2 separate regions of the Rattus norvegicus genome follow, and region 1 is linked to region 2. Evidence: chromatin contacts called from public Hi-C data. All regions are on one chromosome and are shown on one strand. The core of a region is the stretch at or near the end of the contact, and the rest is flanking DNA. Distances in the headings are between cores, read along the strand shown. Region 1 overlaps Lpp (LIM domain containing preferred translocation partner in lipoma). Region 2 overlaps LOC102554451 (a long non-coding RNA gene).

Region 1 (3,262 bases), core at 564-3,063, 160 kb before region 2:
TGAATACAGGTAAACATCAGTGATTGGGAGGATGTGGGAAGCCAGGATAACTCATCCTTTGCACAATGGCTGCTCACCGTGGCCTCAGTCAGGAGTTTCTTTTGAAACTGTACCTGCCACTGTGCTCTGACTCAGAAGTTGGATGCCTAAGCATCTGTCCCAGAAAACAAACAGACAAACAGGGTCAAGGCTTATGTTCACCAGCACTGTGTTCATAGCAGCTCTCTCCATTACAGTCTCAGCACTGCCATTCCACATGTTCTTCTGCACATCAGTATTTCAGCTTCTGATGCTGGAGTACTGCTCAGCCCTGAAGAGGGACTGAAGACAATTATGCCTAGTGACAGTCCAGAATCCGGCAGGTTACTCACTAAGCAATTCTGTGTATTGAATTCTTCGAGTGACATTGTAGAAATGGAGACAACATTAGTGGTGAGGTGTGGAGAGTTCTTTAGTTAGGAGTGGGGCAGTCTCAGGTTAGAGGTGAGAAATAAGGAACTAAGCTTTTGGGCCTAAACGCAAAAGGCAGCAAAGGGACCACTGAGGTGATGGAGCTGCTCTGTTCCCGGGCTCTGCCTGCAGGTTTATCAGGCTCTGTTGGTGATAAAGTTGCATACACATGCATGTGGAAACACACCTACACACCTAGGTAAGTGAACACAAGAAGAGCGGGTGATAGCTGGGGGAGACTGATGACTTGTCTCAAGATAATATCCTGGATACGACACTGGGCTAAAGTAAGTCTTTTCCCAGCAAGATGAAAGGCAGATGGCCTTCAACCTTCATGAGTCGATAGTTAGCAGACTAGCCAACTTTTGATTAATATAAAGGGTATTTGCATATTTAAAATAAAAATGCTTCCTTCGACTATAGAAATCAGTTAATAAAGTATAAATAAAAGTGAACTTAAGACACATTCCCTTTCTTCTTACCTCACACACCATAACATTTCCTGCCAATGTATTTGATACTAAATCCATTGACGCCTTTTTAATTTTTCTAAGAGTTTAATACATGCATACTGTTTTTACATTTCCATACCTTCTTCTCTCTTCTTCAATCCCCTATGCTCTCTTTCCATTCTCTCTCAAATTTGTTTTCTACTTGAATTATTACATATATATTCACACAAACACACAAGCTGCTGAGTCCATTTAGTGTTGTACACACACACACACACACACACACACACACACACACACCGATCTTTTGAAAAATGGACAATTCATCTCCCCTCTGTGGCTGATCAAATATTTTCACTTTTTAGAATATAGAACCTTTCCTATTGTATCCCCACCTCTAGCCAAGAAGTCCTGAAAAATAAAGACGACCCTGGGGAGACCTCCTATGTGATAGCCTCCTCTTTGCCCCATCAAAGTATCTAGAAGTCTCTATTTCAATTGCCTGCTTATTTTCCAAGTACTCAATTGGTATTGAACTCCCCCTGAGGCAGAAGGACTCAAATTTGTTTTGTATTCTTTGGGCAGTAGTTGGGATCACACCCAGGACTGTTTGTTCTGAGTGCTTCTTTACTAAGGCTCAAGAAGGGAGGAGTTCTGAATGAATATGAGGCCAAGACCTAGGACTCCTCTCCCTCTCCCTCTCCCTCTCCCTCTCCCTCTCCCTCTCCCTCTCCCTCTCCCTCTCCCTCTCCCTCTCCCTCTCCCTCTCCCTCTCCCTCTCCCTCTCTCTCTCCCTCCCCTCCCTCTTCCTCCTCCCTCTCTCAAGGATGAGAGGAAAGTTACTATGTGCCTGTTAAGTGTTTCCACAACCCTGCTACATAAAATTGCATTTCCGAGCCCCTTAGTCATTTCCTACGAATGTTGCCAAAATTATTTTCAGTTTGCTTTTACATTCTCTCCATCTCCCCCACATTGTGTAGACTAGAATAAAACAATGTCTAACTAGCACTGACTGGTTTGTGAGGGCTGGGGTTGATTGGGGTAGTAGGGAGAGAAGGGAAGTTAGGCTAAGAGTATTAGGAATACACACACACACACACACACACACACACACACACACACACACACACACATGAAATTCTTAAGGAAAAAATTTAATGTGTAAAGGACTTTTTAGACTCCCCTGCCTTTTCAGTGTGAGACTAGCTGCTCATAAAGAAAACAAAACTAAAGAAGTGAATCATGACAGGAGGAAAGTCCAGGGCCTGCAAGTGATGTGTGCCTCCAGTGCCTCTGCTGGGCACAGGTCCACATCACACAGCCCAGCTGTTGTGGCAGTTAGCATCCCTGAGCGGCCAGCTGACAGAGGTAGTAATTGATGTTGCTTTTGAGGGAACAGAACAGCAAGTGTAGAGGTGATCAGGCCTCCCTTTCTCCTACTGGGGAAATTGGAAGCGCTGATAGCCAGCAGTCTGTCCCTCTGAGGCCCACATTTTCATTTGTGGCATGCATGCTGCAGTAGCTAGGAGTAGGATATTCATGTTCAGGCTCTCTTGGAAGTTGTCCCCTTCCTTTAAGGAGGCAGCTTTTCTGCCTCTCTATCCAGTCATGGAGAGGACCTTTGTGAAGCCGCATCCTTGTGGACAGGACAATATGGCCGATACTGGCTCAGCTGAAATCTGCATGGAACTCCCATTCCTTTACCTGTCAGGGGCTTTAGTCCTGTCCTGTGGGATAAAGTTACGAAGAATATAATTCCCTTTGAAGGACAAGAGCCAGTTTCCTCTGTCCTTCCTTCCTCCCTTCCTTTTTATGGCTATATTTGATGCTTGTTTCTGTAGTTATTGTTTTGTTTGTTGTTTTGTTTTGTGAAACAGGGTCTCATTATGTAGCCCAGACTGATCCAGAACACTCAGTCCTCTTGTCTCAGCGTGACGGGCAGGAACATTACAGGTATGCACCACACCTAGCCAGGAGTCCTTTTCTTAGCTGACATCCAGGCAGACTTTCTCGGAGCTTTCTCATGAACCTTAGGCTGAGAATATATGAATAATGGTCAGAAATCACAACAAGACAGGATAGCTGCATTCAGGAAGTAATGAGCCTTGTAAGAAGGGTTTCCGGTGGTTCTTGGCAGCAGTGTTGCCTCTCATATCTACTGCATCACTTACACACGGAGACTATGTTAGTAGTCGACAGTTCTTTGAATGTCTTCAGTACTTCTGATCTCTAGCTGTATATTAGAATTAACATGGGAATTTTCATTTTTTTAAATTCTGGTATGTAGATCTGTATCCTTGACCAAATTGAACCAGACTGAAGCTGAGGCGTGATGTTGACAGCTTATCATTGTTTTGAAT
Region 2 (3,052 bases), core at 307-2,806:
GAATGTCCAAACCCCTTTCTCAGGTGGCTAGAGTGAGAGAGTGCTTGGTAGTGAAACTGGAAGTGGTGTCTTCCTCAAGTCCTTGAGTGACAGAGAAGACTACTTACCTGTCAGAGACTAACCGTGGCTGGTCACAAAGCAAACCCAGGGGAGATTTGACTTGGTGAACCATACTTACAAACAGAAGTCAGCTTGTCTACTGCAGTGTTTGGTCCAACCATGCTCAGGGCACCCTTGTTATTCTTGCCTCAGTCTACGGCAGCCCTATGGGATTGACTGCCTTTCCCTGAGCATCCCACAGAGGCTAATTTTGGGCTTGATGACCTCTGCCTCACTTCCTACTGCTATGCATTCAACTCCTCTGTGGCCATGAAATCTCAGCTTGGGTGCCCACACCTCTCTCATGCTGCTGCCTTCTTTCAGTTTTTCAGAGAGACTCATAACATCTCCAGATAGCCAGCCCCTTTGCGCCTGTGCTAACTCTCTTACATGGGAGTTGCTGCTCCATGGGTAGAGATCATTCCTTGTCAATATCAACACCAATGGCAAAAGCCATCCAGCACCTGTCCTTCCTGATTTACCTTCTTTGTTTAGGCCTTTTATAAACACACACACACAGACACACAGACACACAGACACACAGACACAGACACACACACACACACACACACACACACACACACACACGGTTTCTCTGTGTAGTCTTGGTTGCTCTGGAACTTGCTCTGTAGACCAGGCTGGCTTCTGACTCAGGGATCTGCCTGCTTCTGCCACCTGAGTGATGGTTTAAAAGGTGTGTGGCACCACAGCCTGGAATCACGAAAAGCTTCCTCTGTCACCCTAAAATGTCTGACTTGGGTCGCATATTATGTAGTCTCCTTACTGAGGGCCTTTATGTGAGTGTCTGGCTTGGAAAAGTGGTAGTTGCCTTGAGGGATGTCCTGGGGCTGGCCAACCTTACTGGTCTCACAAGTCTTCTGGGGGTGGGGGTGGGGCTTCCTTTATCCTCCTCTTCCTCCCTCCCTCGGGGCAGCCTGCAGGAAGAGCCTCAATCACTTTCCTTTTGGCAAGTTTTCCCAGGATTTCTTCACAGTCCAACTCCACAAAAGTAGTTCACCACAGCCCTTCTTACACTTCTCAGACCTACACAGGAAAACTGTCACTAGGTGTTAAAAAATATGTCTTAGACACCAGAGAAGAGCACCACCTGTTTAGGGACAAGTCCCCCCTTCCAACTTCAGCTGGACTTTGGCAAATATTGGCCTTGCCCAATATTTTTCAGAATTCTCATTACAGGATGCCCAAGAACCTCCCATTTTGGGGAGCTCAGAGCTCCTAGTAAAATATGTGAACATTTCAGGTTCTTTTCAGAATTTAGAAAAGACCACATCCCTTGCTGTTTGCATCACAATAAACAACTTAATCAGAATCGAACTGGTGCAAGAAGCACGAAGCTGCAGAAGATATTAAAAGGTTGGAAAGAACAGTAGGCCCGGCCTTGCTAATGCCAACCCCCGTCCGGTGTTAGGGTGCCTGGGCCATCTCAACTGACTCACTGCTTGCTGGAGATGAATCATACTCCCTTTCTGTGTGTAAGGTCTCACTTCCTTCACCCCCTCTCCAATAAAACGGGCATGTTTATTATTCCTACCACGCGGGAGGGATGGGGAGTTTTAAGAGTCCTTAATAATTACACAAAAATATTATTAAAGTAAAAATTAGCTGCAAATATGTTTTTTACTTTCTGGTGAGGCACAGAGATGGGGGAGGTGTGGGTGGTTCCCTTAGGATGTTTCCATGGCTTCTGGATGCCTGGTTCACTGACAACAGCACCCTAGGAACTGGAAATGGGTATGGGCGTCAGCCTTCTTGAAGTGTTGGGAGTGTATGTCTGCTTGAGTCAGGGCAAGGATCTGAGGAGATAAGAAGCCCGAATTCAAGAAGACAGTGGTCAGAGTGTAGAGGACTTCAGTGCTAGGTCGGGCCAGGAAGCTATTTCTGAGGGCTATGAGATGTCAACACTTGCATTGAACTGGGCTGTGGCAGTTCAGTGAGCTCTTGGCTGTTGGGTGGAGGGCAGCAATCGACTGCAGCAACTTTGATCCAACAGAGCTTCGCTTTCCCTCTCTTTGAATATGAGGGATAGTTCCCTGGCAGATCTACCATGCTATAATTATGCAGTGGAGACCAGAGGGAAACAACGTATGTGTGCACTCCCACATGCGCGCGCGTGTGTGTGTGTGTGTGTGTGTGTGTGTGTGTGGTGTTCATGAGTGTTTGGACAGAGAGGTGGGAAGGAGGTAACTGACTTGTTAGGCACAAAACCAACTCCAGAACCTTGTTCTCTGGGAAGGAAGCCTCACCCAGCTCAACATCTTAGCCAGGTCTAGTTGAAAAAACAGTCCCTGGGTATCTGGAGCACAAAGATCTTTATCTAATTCACAGAGTAGTACATCTGCACCCCAGGGCCGGGTCATTGACCTCTGTCTAGACTTGTCTGCCATCGACTTCCTACTCCATCTGAGACACTTGCATTTGACAAGACAGCCATGCCTCCTTTCTAACCAGTCCTTCCCTAGCTTCATATCCTGCATTGAAGTCCTAGGAAGCCTTAGAGTTGTGTGTGGCTTGGAACTTAGAACTGAGCCTTGGAAGTCCAGTTTGGTATACGTTAAGGTTTGCTGTCAAGTCCGATGTAGGAAGTTATTGTAATGGTGTTATCAAAGTTACCTAAGGACCTTTAGGTAAAGATTTGTGTCCTGGAAATGTTCTCTTTGCCCTTGGGTTTGAGGACGTATACGTGTATACCTGCTTGATAGTTGGCATCAAAACGCTCTCGCTTTCGATACTGTTGTTTCAAGAAGGCTTACATACACACAAGCAAATGAGTGAGTAGAGGTTAGCTGGTGCAACATCAATGAGGCAAGTGAAGAATTCTGTGAGTTTAAGGCTGTTGAACTGACGGAAACCACCCTAAGTCCTCAGTGGAAAGAGAAGACCCATCGATTCCTATTTCACAGCTCGATGGTGGATACCAACTTCCACTGAAATC

What was found. Hi-C and Micro-C count contacts between places; a contact is called where the count stands out from the background.
Region 1: a Hi-C map of the A7r5 cell line shows a contact between it and region 2, with 7 times the contacts expected there. The contact joins two enhancer-like sites. A contact is called at or near these places in 3 of 12 Hi-C or Micro-C datasets (the A7r5 cell line, the Rat2 cell line and Schwann cells).

What each region holds. Positions count from the first base shown.
Region 1 is chr11:89,375,387-89,378,648 of GRCr8, reverse strand. The region is part of intron 9 of Lpp (LIM domain containing preferred translocation partner in lipoma); the gene reads left to right. Among named protein-coding and RNA genes, the nearest start is that of Mir28, 100 kb to the left of the region's middle. Within about 2 kb of position 1,813, at least 11 of the 93 cell types and tissues checked have an H3K27ac peak or open chromatin away from gene starts, as enhancers often do. A contact at or near this core is called in the A7r5 cell line, where this site is marked.
Region 2 is chr11:89,213,810-89,216,861 of GRCr8, reverse strand. The region is part of intron 1 of LOC102554451 (a long non-coding RNA gene); the gene reads left to right. Among named protein-coding and RNA genes, the nearest start is that of Tprg1, 260 kb to the right of the region's middle. Within about 2 kb of position 1,556, at least 6 of the 93 cell types and tissues checked have an H3K27ac peak or open chromatin away from gene starts, as enhancers often do. A contact at or near this core is called in the A7r5 cell line, where this site is marked.